Regions from separate parts of the Mus musculus genome. Here region 1 is linked to region 2. The links are chromatin contacts, called in public Micro-C maps. All regions are on one chromosome and are shown on one strand. Each heading gives the region's core, a stretch centred on a gene start, on an enhancer-like site or on the middle of the called end of the contact. The rest is flanking DNA. Distances are from core to core; before and after follow the strand shown. Region 1 overlaps Trim44 (tripartite motif-containing 44). Region 2 overlaps Ldlrad3 (low density lipoprotein receptor class A domain containing 3).

Evidence for each region. Hi-C and Micro-C count contacts between places; a contact is called where the count stands out from the background.
Region 1: a contact with region 2 is called in a Micro-C map of the G1E-ER4 cell line, with 5 times the contacts expected there. The contact joins two enhancer-like sites. A contact is called at or near these places in 4 of 39 promoter capture datasets (the C10 cell line, the HPC-7 cell line, cranial neural crest and 1 more), 1 of 484 Hi-C or Micro-C datasets (the G1E-ER4 cell line), 1 of 115 datasets of contacts at active chromatin or transcription factors (bone marrow-derived macrophages) and 1 of 9 other capture datasets (embryonic stem cells).

Annotation. Positions count from the first base shown.
Region 1 is chr2:102,358,270-102,364,645 of GRCm38.p6, forward strand. The region is part of intron 2 of Trim44 (tripartite motif-containing 44); the gene reads right to left. Among named protein-coding and RNA genes, the nearest start is that of Gm52521, 4.8 kb to the right of the region's middle. Within about 2 kb of position 4,447, at least 10 of the 459 cell types and tissues checked have an H3K27ac peak or open chromatin away from gene starts, as enhancers often do. A contact at or near this core is called in the G1E-ER4 cell line, where this site is marked.
Region 2 is chr2:102,034,268-102,041,395 of GRCm38.p6, forward strand. The region is part of intron 4 of Ldlrad3 (low density lipoprotein receptor class A domain containing 3); the gene reads right to left. Among named protein-coding and RNA genes, the nearest start is that of Gm39888, 46 kb to the left of the region's middle. Within about 2 kb of position 3,169, at least 159 of the 459 cell types and tissues checked have an H3K27ac peak or open chromatin away from gene starts, as enhancers often do. A contact at or near this core is called in the G1E-ER4 cell line, where this site is marked.

The DNA.
Region 1 (6,376 bases), core at 3,197-5,696, 330 kb after region 2:
ACAAAAAACTCATACAAACAAAACTACCAGTTCAGAAGATAGTCTATTTTTCTATATGGTTCTCACATATATATTAATTGGGTAGTGTTTCTATAAATGGATTACAATAAACATATGGTTCTGTTCTTGCTTTTCCACTTAAAAGATAGTGCTACTGACTGTGTCTTCATTTTTTATTACTTTTTACCACTTGCAGGATAATAAAGATATATCCCATTTATTCCTCTCATAAGAGAAATGTACAATTTTTAAATTTTTACTATTACAGACAACACAGAAATAAATATCCGAGGAATTACTCTTAATATTTACATGGGCGTCTTCTGAGACCTCTTAAGTCACTAAGCCATTTTATATATACTCTAAAATTATTGAGTGATGCTGCTAAACTACTTTCTGTAAAGGATGTAGCAATTATACAACCATCTGTGAAAGGAAGCATTTCTCTATAACCTTAATCAATACTGGTTAATATCACAGTTTTACATTTTTCAATATAGTAAGCAAAAAATGTTATTGTCTTATTTTACAACAACTATGCACCAAATATACACGCACACACCTGTAGCTGAGGCTGTATTAAAAACCTTCGAAAATAAGAACTTATAAATACTCCAAATCTTGACAATAACTATATTTTGCAAGCATGTTATTTTAAAAACTGTATTTTCTTGTTTTGCTTTGCTTTTTTTTGTGGTGCTGAGGATCAAACCAAGGCACTCACACATGCAGGGTAAACGGTCTACTACTGCGCTACACCCCCAGATCACAGGTGTTTTAAAATAACTATTCCTATGCACACCTGAGGAGGAGACAGGAGATGGTTTATTTGGTAAAGTGCTTGCTGTGTGAGCTCAAGGGCCTGGATTGTTAGTTCCAGCACTCACATAAAAAATGGGTGCAATGGTGTGCATTAGCAACCCCAGTGCTGGGGCAGGAGCAGAGGTGGCTGGCGCAGAGAAGACGAACAGACCTGGAGCTCACTGGCCAATGAGCATTAGAGAAAGGATAAGCTCCAAGTTCAGCAAAAGGTAGCATAGCAGCCCATCTGTAATTTAAAGGTTGGAAGGTGAAACTAGAATATAACTGTATCTGCAAGCTTTGAGTTCAATCGAGAAACCTTGTTTCAATGAATAAAGGAATGCAAGACTGAAAAAGAATTCTCATGTCAATGTTGGGCCTCCATTTGCATATACACGTGTCTATATACATGCAAACATGCACATACACAAGTTTGCACATTATATACAATACTCATGAAAAATTACATTTGAAAAAGAAAAATTAAGAGACATTGCACATCAACCTTTAGTATCTGCACAACTGCACATACATACACATGTAACACACACATGCACAGCACAATGAAGAAGTAGAACTACACATAACAGAAAAAAAGGACCATCAAAAAAGGGTGTGGGAAGAACAGGTAGTTACCAACTAAGTGAACTACTTTTATAGATAGGAAACAGACACTTATAGGAGAGGAAGAGAGTCCAATCTTTTTGGTCCCAGCCTGGTCCTTTTTTCATAGAAGTCTAGCAGGGGGAGAAATAAAACTGGGAAAAAAATGAAGGAAAAACCCGAGGAACAAAAAGCCTAAAAGTAGGTGAGGCCCTTTTTAATTAGCTCATTAGAAAGTGAATAAAGATTGGTGAGTTCTTAAGCAGCCTTTGTAACAATTCCATAAGGATGCCAAAGCAAAAGAATGCCTTTATGCCAAGTAGTCAGGGACACACCAACTGGTTAAGTGATCTAAGCCTCCAGAATTCAAAACGTCTCTACAGGTGCTCTCCCTGGTGCTTGAGAAAAGAGGAGGGGAAATCTTAAATAGTATTAATTTCCCTAATGAATTTACAAAATTGGGAACTAGGATTTGTGGTTACATGATTCTCTTATATTTCTATTGTCATGTATGTTAGTGCTGCTATAATAAGCATTATCAGTACATTTCTACTGTTAAAATAAACTGTTAACTGACCTCGACACTTCTCTCAGAAACCAAATCTATGAAGTTTTTACTAAGAAATGCCTGGTACTCTTTTTAAATATTTTTCAACTCCAAGTGACTGAAAATGGCAATCATGATATAAATGGACTGCGATCTATTTGACTAGACCTCACATACACATGTGGTTTAAAGTTAGGAAGCTGGTATCACAAGTGGGAAACTGGATCAGAGGAAAGGCAAATTAATCCTAAGCTTTAATAATTAAATTCCTCATTTCCTATTACTTTAAATACTTCTTCAACAAGACACTTCATCTTATATAAAGGAAGTAAAAAATAAGAGTAGAGAGCAGAATAGTCTATCAAGCCTTTATACTGTCCTCCGACTTCCATTTATATCATGTAACAGATAGATATTCTTCAACCTAGTTCAAAGTTCTGAGAAATAACTTCTGAGTCAAGGCCTTCACTTTACTTCAGAGCCTACGGAATAGCCTCCCTGGGAGAGGACATGCGGAAGGAGGAGTGTTCTGTACAAGACTTCCTGCTTTCTAAACCTCCTTCCAGTTCTATTTCACCTCATCATCGAAAATATCCTGCTAAAGCCACAGTTCTCAAAAAGCAATAAGCCCTTCATGCTGCTTCCTATTATCTGGAAACCTCAGGTTTTATTTCTGCATGCATTTCTTGGTGCTTTTTCAGCCTGCCCTAAAGTTCTCCAGAAATGTCAATAATAGTCTCACTATATGTGATGTCAATAAAAAGGGAAAATTCTACAAAGTCAAGGAAGAACGGTAGATACCCAGAATGGTGGAAGTGTGATCAGGAAGCTTCTTTCTAGAGAGGATCTACTAAACAGTCAAGCTTCTCCAAACAAACTGAGTGTGGAATCTCAGAGGCTAATTAAACCAAGATGGAACTACTTAATTAAGAGAAAATTATGTCCCCCTCCTTTGACGTACGTACTTACTAGGGCACTGAGTGTCTCCAGGAAAATGTTACCTGAGAGACTTGGTTCTTAACACAAAGGAAACTTAAAAGGAGCATGTTCTCTTTGGTCATCTGGTTTCCAATTTGCCAAAACCCTTAGTGCTTACTTTATGGACATAATCTTCTATCTGGTTACAGCTGCATTAGGGTGCAATGTTAATACTTAAACACAGCATTGTTTATAATTTGGAAACATTGGTGGTTATTTGTGTATGGTCAGAAAACAACAGTGAATATCTACAGGCAACCTTGTTTTATAGGTTAATAAGAGAAGCGCTGGGGAAGAACAGTCATAATGTCAAGTTTGGTCCAGTAACACATGTTTTCTGCTATAATATCTGTCTCTATTGATCACTTTTGAACTGCTCAAGGTCCTTCTAGATAATTTATTTGAGGCAGGTCTCTTCGTAGACCTGGCTGTTCTAGAACTCAAAGAAATCTGCCTGCTTCTACCTCCTGAGTGCTGGGATTAAAGGCATGCGCCATCACATCTAGCAATGGAGTTCTAGCATCTAGCAATTTTTACTGAGTTATTTCCATATTTAATAGGACAGTTCTCTTAAGGTCCCTTACCAGGATAAAGATTTTACATCTTAAAGATGTTAAATCTTATCCCATGACATATTATTATGTGCTTGTATTTAATATTTCTTAGCTAGACTAGATCCAAGAGGTATGTACACTGACACAGACACTTTACATACACATATTTGAACACATAAAATCTTGAATTAAGAAGCTTGTATTCAGCCAGGCGTTGTGGCTCACCCCTTTATTCCCAGTACTCAGGAGGTAGAGGCAGGCAGATTTCTGAGTTTGAGGCCAGCCTGGTCTACAAAGTGAGTTCCAGGAAAGCCAGGGCTACACAGAGAAGCCCTGTCTCAAAAAACCGAAAAAAAAAAAAAAAAAAAAAGAAAAGAAAAGAAAAGAAAAAAAGAAGCTTGTATTCAAAAACAATATCCACTCAAAGTATCTGACATGAACTAGAAGCTATTAACGCCTTGCTAGCTGAACTATAGAAGAGTAAGGTTTTATTTCCTTTTACTAATTAGAGAAGACATATTAAAAAGAACAATAATAATAATATATATGGCTTAATAAAGATGTACTCCTAAATAAATAAATATGTATTCCAGAGAAGTAGGCCTCTTTCAATGTCAAGATCACACAAGTCCATGTTTTCATATATGACTGAAAAAGCTTGTTTATGAATTAAACAACAAAGCATTTCTTAGGCTGGGAAAATTACCAAGCAGTTTAGAAACACAGCAGATGTGAACTCTGAACTACATTCCATCATCAACATTCTTAGTAAAGCCATTCCCATAACCTAGTTTTAAGCCTGACTTTCTTGGGTTTTGCACTGGGATGTTGAGAACATCTGAGAAGACGTTAAGTACAGTGATGTTTCAAGTCTTCGTGTAGGGATACAGCCCAGTAATAGAGTGCTTGTCTCTAATAAGCAGCATTACACAGCTGGTAACAACAGTAAAGCCAAAGATTCAGCTCTAGTCATCCTGTTCCAAAAGCAGTGACAACCGCTCCATGCCACATTCTACCCTGAAAACCCACAGGAGGAAGGTCAGAGACGCTGAATGTTAAGTCAGCCTTGCCTTTCACAACTGAACAACTAGCTGACTTTGACTGTCAATAAACATTTTAGAGACTCATTTTTTTCTTACAAAAAATAAACCCCAAATATAGTTTTCTTTTAAAATGATATAACTGTATAAACTGAAACCAATCCAGATTTGTCTCTGAACACATTTGATACCCAAATAAGCAGCTTCCCTCTTCAGGGGAATGGAGTACAAATCAGCAGTTGTGGTGACACGGCACAAATAAGAAGTATAGAAACCACAGAAGAACCTTTTCCTATGCTAATGCTGCCCATCAGTACCACCCATCTCTCCTAGCTTTAACCAAACTTTATCAAGACATGTAATACATGCAGCCCTTTCTTCCCCACCATTAAGGAATACATTAGTCACCAATTTCATATTGCTTCCCACTGAACTGTCTATAGAATTGGAGCTATGCCCTTAGTCTGAATTCTTTCACAATTGTGACACTTCTCTAGCTCCCTCATTACCAACTTCATCTTGGCAATGCCACACATTATTCACACATCACTATGATTGAGAGTTTTCAACCCTGCACCACTGGCATTCAGAGGTAGTAATTCCTTGCTGTTGGGAGATGCTAAGGCATTGTATGATGGCCAGCAGTATCCTCCCTACCTCAGCTGTGGCAATCAAGTGTCTGGACATTGCTGCAAGTAATGAGAAGCACTAGACTCTGCTTTAGCAATTTCATCCCATCTTTGGAATGCAATTATCACAACCTTGGAGAAGGCCCTTTACGCCTGGATTTTCTCTCCAGGCAACCCATCTTAGTGTTCCTCTTGACGCATGACCCTCTCTATCTGGGTACTTTTCTAGTACTTAAAGCCTCACACTTCAAGCTGAATCACCACTAACTCCTCCTTACCATGCCTACGTTTTGCACACACACACCCCAGTCTTTCTTGTGTTAAGGACTATCAGAAGCTCGATGTGTGTATTTCTTCAGTTAGCCATCACACTAGGTACCTCACTGTGAGGAAGCTATCATTTTATTTAGTTTACAGATGAAGAAACTGAGGTAAGGAAAGAAATTAACTCTGCCCCAAGTAAATGGCTGGAGTTCAAATTTGCATAGTCTGAGTACATAATTTGCCTTCTATCTATCTTATTTTTCCATAAAACGCTGATGTGCCCTCCCACCTCTGTTCAAAGTAAGGGCATTTAGGCAGGCATCCAGGATACTCGCACTAGTCAGTTTTATTTTCTTCTCCTCCCTCCTAATCTCTGGGTCTTACATACAGTGGTAGGCAGCTGGTTCTGAATGAAGCCACACTACCCTTACCTTCTACAGTACAGCTGGCGGTGTCTCCTCCCTATGAAAACCCCCTACTCTCTTTAGCATTCCCTCCAGTGGGTTTCAGTAGACACCCAGACCCACACTTCAGCCCTCCAGTTCAGCCCCCCCCCCCTGCCTATTCTATTTTAGCCCTTTAACTTAATCCCATCCCTGCCCATGACCAACTCTCTAAAAGTTCTAAGTCACAGGGCATTTGATGTGAGCCCATACTTAGAATCCTACTGTACTTTCAACCATGTCTTAAATCTTTACTCATGTCTCCTTGGCCCTGAATTCTTAGCTATCTGACCTTGACTTCCAATGTCACCTTTGAACCTTTCAATCTTAGTGACTATATATAGTCCCCAATCTCACCACATGAGAAGCAAAACCTTAGCTTTGATAGTTTTCATCTGATTTATATCTCTAACTTTTCAAAGCACATTCTCATGGACAATAACCCAAAAATTCAATCAAAAGTAGTCCATCCTTCCTCTAGTATTTACTGCTTCCCTAACCTGTGAATTCTCGTTTT
Region 2 (7,128 bases), core at 1,919-4,418:
AATTTCCTTTAAATAAAAAGCCTTCTGCTATCAATATGTAACAGCAAGGAACTCCAGCTCTCTGCTACCTCGGATACTTCTCCTTCCTCCAACACATGGGGAAACAGCTGGACACATTCTGATATATTTTTGAAGGGCACTAAAACACCCCACCCAGACCTTCGAGGTAGCAAAAGCAAGGCAAGTGTGTGCTTTAGACACCTGCAGGCAGATGTAAAATGTAAGCGTGACAGGCAAGTGCGTCCAAGCATGGGCTTTGGAATGAGCGTGAATGTGTGACAAGCTGTGTGATCTTGGGCAGGGTGTGACCCTTCTGAACCTAAGCACCCCAATGTGTAAAGAGAAGGCAAGTTATATGGACGGCTATGAGTCAGACAAGGCGCAAGTGGGCGACCTAATTAAGAAGCCAGCGTGGTGACTCAGATGTGGTTAGAAGTCGAGGCACCGTCACCAATTTATTATCTCAATGCTGCTGTTGCTACTGCTACTTCTGATGTGAGGCCATAGAGCACGTCCGAAGCCTAAGCATCTCCAGGCAAACGGGGACGTGGCCTGAGTTTATGGCATAATAAGGCATCTAAGGCATCTGGCCTTATGCTTTTTCTTTTCTTTCTTTTTTTTTTTTTTTTTTTTTTTGGTTTTTTGAAACAGGGTTTCTCTGTATAGCCCTGGCTGGCTGTCCTGAAACTCACTTTGTAGACCAAGCTGGTCTTGAACTCAGAAATCGGCCTGTCTCTGCCTCCCAAGTGCTGGGATTAAAGGCACGAGCCACCACCGCCTGGCCCTGGCCTTATTCTTGAATTCAAGATTGTTGTTAAGCTTTTTATTCTCATAATAACTGAGGCTAGTTCACTTTTCTCTTACATATGGGGAAACGAAGGCACAGAGAGAGATATGAAAGGAACTCTCCCAGGATTAGACAGCATGTACTGTATAAATCCAAACATATCAGTGCAAAATCTCCTCCTCCCAAGTGCTACTTTATTTTCTGTGATTTTCAGAATAAATTATTCACAGCTGACCGTCTTTCAAACCTCCGCTCAGCCATCCCAGATCCATAGGCAAGCTTGCAGTCTTGTTAATGTTTAATGAATACAAATAAATCATAAAATAAAGATATTCCTTAAGACCTATATATTTAGCTCCTAATGGCTGTTTGTGTCTTCTTTGTTCAGATCAGGATGAGAAACATTCAGGAATCTAGCCTTTACTCATTTTTGGGTTTTTCTGAGATAGGGTATCATGTAACCATGCCAACCTTGAACTCCCTATGTGGCCAAGAAAGACCTTGAACTTCTGACGCTCTTGCCTCCATCTCCTGGGTGCTGGCTTCACAGACGTGGGCCTGGTTTATGGCAGCTGCTGAACAAACTCAGGGCCATAAGCTATGCAAGCAGTCAGTCTATCAACTGAGCTACGTGTCCAGGCCCTGGCCTTTATTTTTAAATGCAAATCTTTCTTTCAAAACACAAAAGAACTCTGCTTGGTATTAAGGAATACAATCAGATATAAAAATTTTCAGCAGTCACCAACAGAGATAATCACTACCGACAGTCCAGTGTTTTTTTCCCTCTGGCTGGCCCCTTAAATTTCTGTTTGCAGAGGGAAGCTCCCAGGACACATTGTGTAAGCACTGGACCTAGCTGTGGAATGGTTACAAGTGTCCAAATTATCTCAACTATCCTATGTCCTTTATATGTGAGTCCTTTGTGGACTGTGACTACACAGAGTTCTTTCTTCTTTCCAGTAGAAATTTAAGAGGAAACGAAAGACAGAGACATGCCATAGATTACCTAGAACACTGGCCTTACAGAGACTAAAGCCCAAATGGCAACCTAGTGCCCACCCCAGCATCTTATCACTGCACCTGTGGATGAAAGCAAAGTTGGAAGTCTGGCTAGATAACCCGCGTGTCATACCTTGCTGTCTAAATTTGACACAGCCTGCAGCCAGCTTTTCTGGAGATCAGCATTCACCCCCTAACCCCTACATTCTTGTATTGGGACATTCTGGAAGAGTCTATGATGGTACTGGCTGACAGGGTCTTTCCCATAGCTTCTTGACTTTAATGAGAAATCTGCCTACTGTGACTACATTGGGTGGTCCCTCTGGGTTACAGGGCAGCTTTGTTCTATGTAGTTTCAGCCTTGATTTAGGAACAGGAAACAGGGTGAATAGAGCCAATGGAGCCCAAGAGCAGATCCATGCCTCTCAGGGATGACGTGTGAATGCTCCGGCTTGAGGCCAGCAGATGAACTGATGTGCGGAGCCTGGAGCAAAGGGGAAAGAATGAGGGCATCCTAAGGAATCCGTGAGGCTCTATAGAGCAGAGCGCTAGGTTCCACATGCTCCTGTATGTGAGTCTGAGGAGAGGCACTGTGCGTGTCCACAGGGATACACTGACTGGGTTCCACGACACTCTATAAAGTGACCTCGTTTGTCTCTGGTTAGACATAAGCTATGGCTTCTCTGTCTGCTTCAAAAAAGAAGTGGCTTTCTGTCAGAGACTGACTGGGGACTACTGGAGAACACAGAACAGGATCATGGAGCTGCTCTGCTAGCCACAAGATTTATGAGGCGTGGGATTACCGTGCCCAGTAGGAAAACACTACTCTATCCACTGCACGTCTCTCTAAGCCCATGGAGGGGCACAAAGAGGGGCTTCCCACACCTGCACACTTCAATGCTAAGAGGAGGGAACAACCTGTGCTTGCTATGTCACCAGAAGAAGCCCCTCACGCCCAGCAGGGACCTCAGTGCACAGCTTACACGCCCCCCACTGGCCAGCTGAAGACTCCGTTTCCCCTTTTCCAGAAGTTGATTTGTCTGCCTCTTCCATCGTCAGTGACTCCCCAATCTGGGCTAACAATAATAATCTTATTAATGATGACAGTAATAGCAATTACCATCTGCTCAGGGCGCGCCGTGGGTCACTCTGTGCAGAGGGGACTTTCATGTATTAGTTAATTCACTGCTTAGCAACTCTGTGCTTATCTCTCTTTTACAGATGGGAAACGGAGGACAGAAAGAGGAAGTCTCCTGCCTACGGTCCCACAATCGACACAGGCAGTACAGCTGGGATCTGAACAGAGGCTCCAGCAGCCCATGCACAGAGCGCTTGCTCTCTGCTGCCTTTGTCTAAGACACACGAGGAGGCAGGCACACAGGTTCAACTGCAAAAGGTTCACGGTGAGGCAGGGCAGCCTGTGTGACCCAGGTGAGCAGGGCAGAGGTAGGAGCACCCGGAGAGGCCCTGAGGCAAGAGCATGGCGAGTCTGAGAAACAGAAAGGAGATTTTTCGCTGTGGGAGAAGTGGAGGTCACACGTAGCTGAGAGACTAAAAGGGCATTGTGTAGTTCACAGTGAAAAGTACGGCCACGGGGGCGGGGGAGTGATTTAGGTTTGCAAGCATTCGGACCTATATAAAGAAAAAGTGTGATGGTGAATGTTTATAGTCCCAGAAATTGGGAGGTAAAGACAGGAGGATTCCTGGGGTTCACTGACCAACCTACCCTGGGCGAACCAATGGGTGTTAGTTCTTCAGGAGAAAGGTAGGTAGAGTAAAAAGAATTTTTTACTCTGCTTCTCTTATTCATACATATATACATGTATGCATATATATGTATATAATATATATGTATACACACACACACAAATGCTACAAAATAAGTTTTAAAGAAAGAGTTCTGATTCTAGGACATGTGTTGAGATATCTAAACATCTGCAGAGCCCAATAAGGCATAGTTACAGCAGTCCCAACCTGGGTGGCTTCCATCAAGTAGCTAAGTCCCTGGCTGCATCTGTAAAACAGCAGCAATGATATCCAACTCATAAGGCTGTCATATTAGAAGATTTAAGGCCTCTTAGGATAGTGCCAGGGTCACAGGAGGTCTTGCTTTTACATTCCCTGGTAGACAGACTGTGCCCCTAAACTTCAGGTTACCCCACATATTCATTTGGATGTCTATTTGAGGGGAGGAGGTGAGCCTGATAAGGGTAGAGCTGAGAAACAGAAGGGATGAGGCAAAATTAATCTGTGATCAATACTGCTTGTGGCCATTATGGTGACAGGCAGCAGATAAACACATAAATAGAACCGAAGACCAGCTAACCCCGCCAGCTGTTGCCATCAGCCACTTTGCCCAATTACGCAGGCTGTCGCATAGCCTTCTATCATTAGGCACTCAGTGACATTTTATTTGTGGCTGTCCTCCTCCCTCCCTATTGTATTTAGTCGGCTTTCATCTGGGAAGGTCTAGCTAGCCTCACTCGAGGCTCTGACTTGCGGTAATTTAGAGTTAAGCATTATTTTATAGTCTATGTAAATAATGAGTTAGAAGCAGGCTGGATAAAAGGCAATGCCTGCTTCAGCCAGAGCCTCAGCAGACTGCGGGAGGCTGGGTGGCTGGCACAGACTCTCCCTTAGTCAGGTGCTTGGACAGAAACGGGCCTCAGTCTGGCTGGTCTCCCAGAAGATAAAACAACAGCTGAGCAATGGGCCAGTGTTTCTGGCTAAGGGTCCCCCTTCCCCCAATTTTCTACAATCCTACTCCCAATGATTCATCCCCGTTCTGTGACTACAAGCTTGGCCAAGCCACCTTTCTTTTTTATTTTTTAAAGAATTATTTATTTCTTTTATGTATAATAGTACACGGTAGCTATCTTCAGACACACCAGCAGAGGGCATTGTAGATGGTTGTGAGCCATCATGTGGTTGCTGGGAATTGAACTCAGGACCTCTGGAAGAGCAGTCAGTTCTTTTAACCACTGAGCCATCTCTCGAGCCCCAGTTTTTCTTACTAGAAACAGAGTTATTTCCTATTTCCACACCCCACTAGGCTAGGGCTTGACCACATGACTTGGCTTAGCCAAAGCATCTGTGGAATATGGTATGAGCAGAAAGTTAAGACATTCTTGAGCCAGCGTGCATACCTATCACTCTCCAAAGATGGACAGTGATACAGCGTGGAGGCAATGGAGGTAGGACAGAGCTGAGCCCGGTTTACAGACTGGAGCTACTTGTGGCAGAAAGGAGCCCTGCTACAGACTGGGTGCAACAGGCTGATAAAACATATACTAACACCCATTGGGGCTAGGAGTCCTAGGTCCTGCGTTCTATTCCCAGCAACCCCTCCCTTACTCAAAAGAGTAAAGAAAACAGAAAGGGGAAGCAAGTGCCTAGTGGTATGTGCTGCATATGGCCTGCCTGCCTGCCTGCCTGCCCACTCTGCTATGGGGTGGGGTGTAAGGAGAAGCAGCTGGGCAGGAAATGTTTTGTTCACCCATCACTTTCACTGGGTTATGGGTGTCTCTGTCTGGGGCTGGATCACCTGCATCTAAGCTGCTTCCTGCTTAACAATAGTCTTCACAACAGCAGCAAGCAAGCACACTACAACGAATGACTGCTGGGATGTGTTACAGGACCTACTCTACGGTCAGGTCAGTCTCCTTACCCTTATTTCAACAGTCACAATGAAAAATGGGACAAGTCTAGTTCCCATTTTAAAGAGAGACTGAAGTATGGGACTGTTCCCCCTTGAGTTATAAACAGAGCTGAATTGGGTCCCCAACCCCACGTTGAGCACCATTGCCTTGACAGCTACTCCCAGACTCCGGATGGATTTGGCAAAAGGTTCAACCCAACCCTTGCTTTCAACATCATCTTATAAGCCTGTACTTTCCTGTGTGCCCTTCCCACCCAAACCAGGCTGCAAGATACTGGGATGCATGGCAGGTACTTTGTCCAGCAGTAGCTGGGGGCTTAGCTGAGTCACAGAGTAAGGCTCTGTCATCTGCTTAATGGCTTTACACAAGTCCCATCATGTCCCTACAGCTCATTTTCCCCCTCTATAAATAGAGGGGTCTTAGTGATAAGAATGGCTTCCTTAGAAGCTTACAGTGTGTGTGTGTGTGTGTGTGTGTGTGTGTGTGTGTGTGTGTGATGCTAATGGCAGGGCCTGGCACACAGGGAGGGCCCAGGAACCTTTGCTCTTTGATGGGCTGCGAGTGGCAGGAGGTGAAGTTCTGAGGGAGATGGTGTCATGACTTCTGCTCTTCTGCCCTGCTCAGTCTTGAGAAGGAGGCAGCCATCTGATCTCAACACTGTACACTGTGCAGGAAGCCGAGATGCACAACACTTGTAGTGTAAATAGAGGCTGTCCATTCCAAGGACAAATAGTGAGCCACCGAGCTCTCTGCTTACAGTATCTGCTGCTGCCCAAGTCCCCTGCCTGTTTTTTGACTTTCAAGTTGCACCACATTTATCCCCAAGAATAATAATTTACTAAACATGCCAACCCATATAGTAGAGGGAGATGAGCCAGTGGGGGTGGGGTGGGGTGGTGCTGCTGCCGCAACTAGCCCATTTCATGCTGGGGTAGATGCCCTCTGTTCTCCTATACATCTATATGCAGAAGTTCATTTTCCAACTGCACAGACCACTGACAGGCAGCAACGCACGCTTATGAACCTCCATCTATATTCCAGCCTGGGTGCCCCCACTCCGCTCCTGCTCTCTGCTCCCATGTTAGGCAATTCCTCTCCCTTGGTGCCCCTGGCTGCCGCCATCATTCTCACTTAGGCAAACTCTATCTATGTATTTCATTCCTCTAATTTTCTCCCATAAATCAATCCTCCCTCCCCTTGGCTGCTGCTGTTCTGTCTGGATTGTGCTTCTAGTGAGTTGTTCATTTCATCCAATTGTGTATTCAATGAAGGGTTATGAAGTGCCAGCTACGGGCAGGGTACGAGGGGGAGAGGAGTGAAGTAGGGAGCTGTGCCCTGCTTGAGCCTGCTAGAGAGAATAGTGTAAACCGTGGGGTTTATAAACAATGAGGATTCACAAAGTCCAAGATCAAGGCTCTGTTGGCCCGGTGGTCTGGTGATGACCTCTGGCTTCATCAATGGCACGTCCCTGCCTCAGGCCTCTTTTATAAGGGTACTTATGTTATTCACAAGGACCCCCTCTCAGGAAATATTCACTTCCAAAGACCTACCTCCTAATAGAATATTTGGTCCAACTGCTTTGATAAAATACCGACAAAAGCAATTTAAGGAACAAAGGGTTTACTTTGGCTCCCGGTTTGAAGATACAATCCATCACAGTGGGAAGCTTGTGGCAGGAGCTTG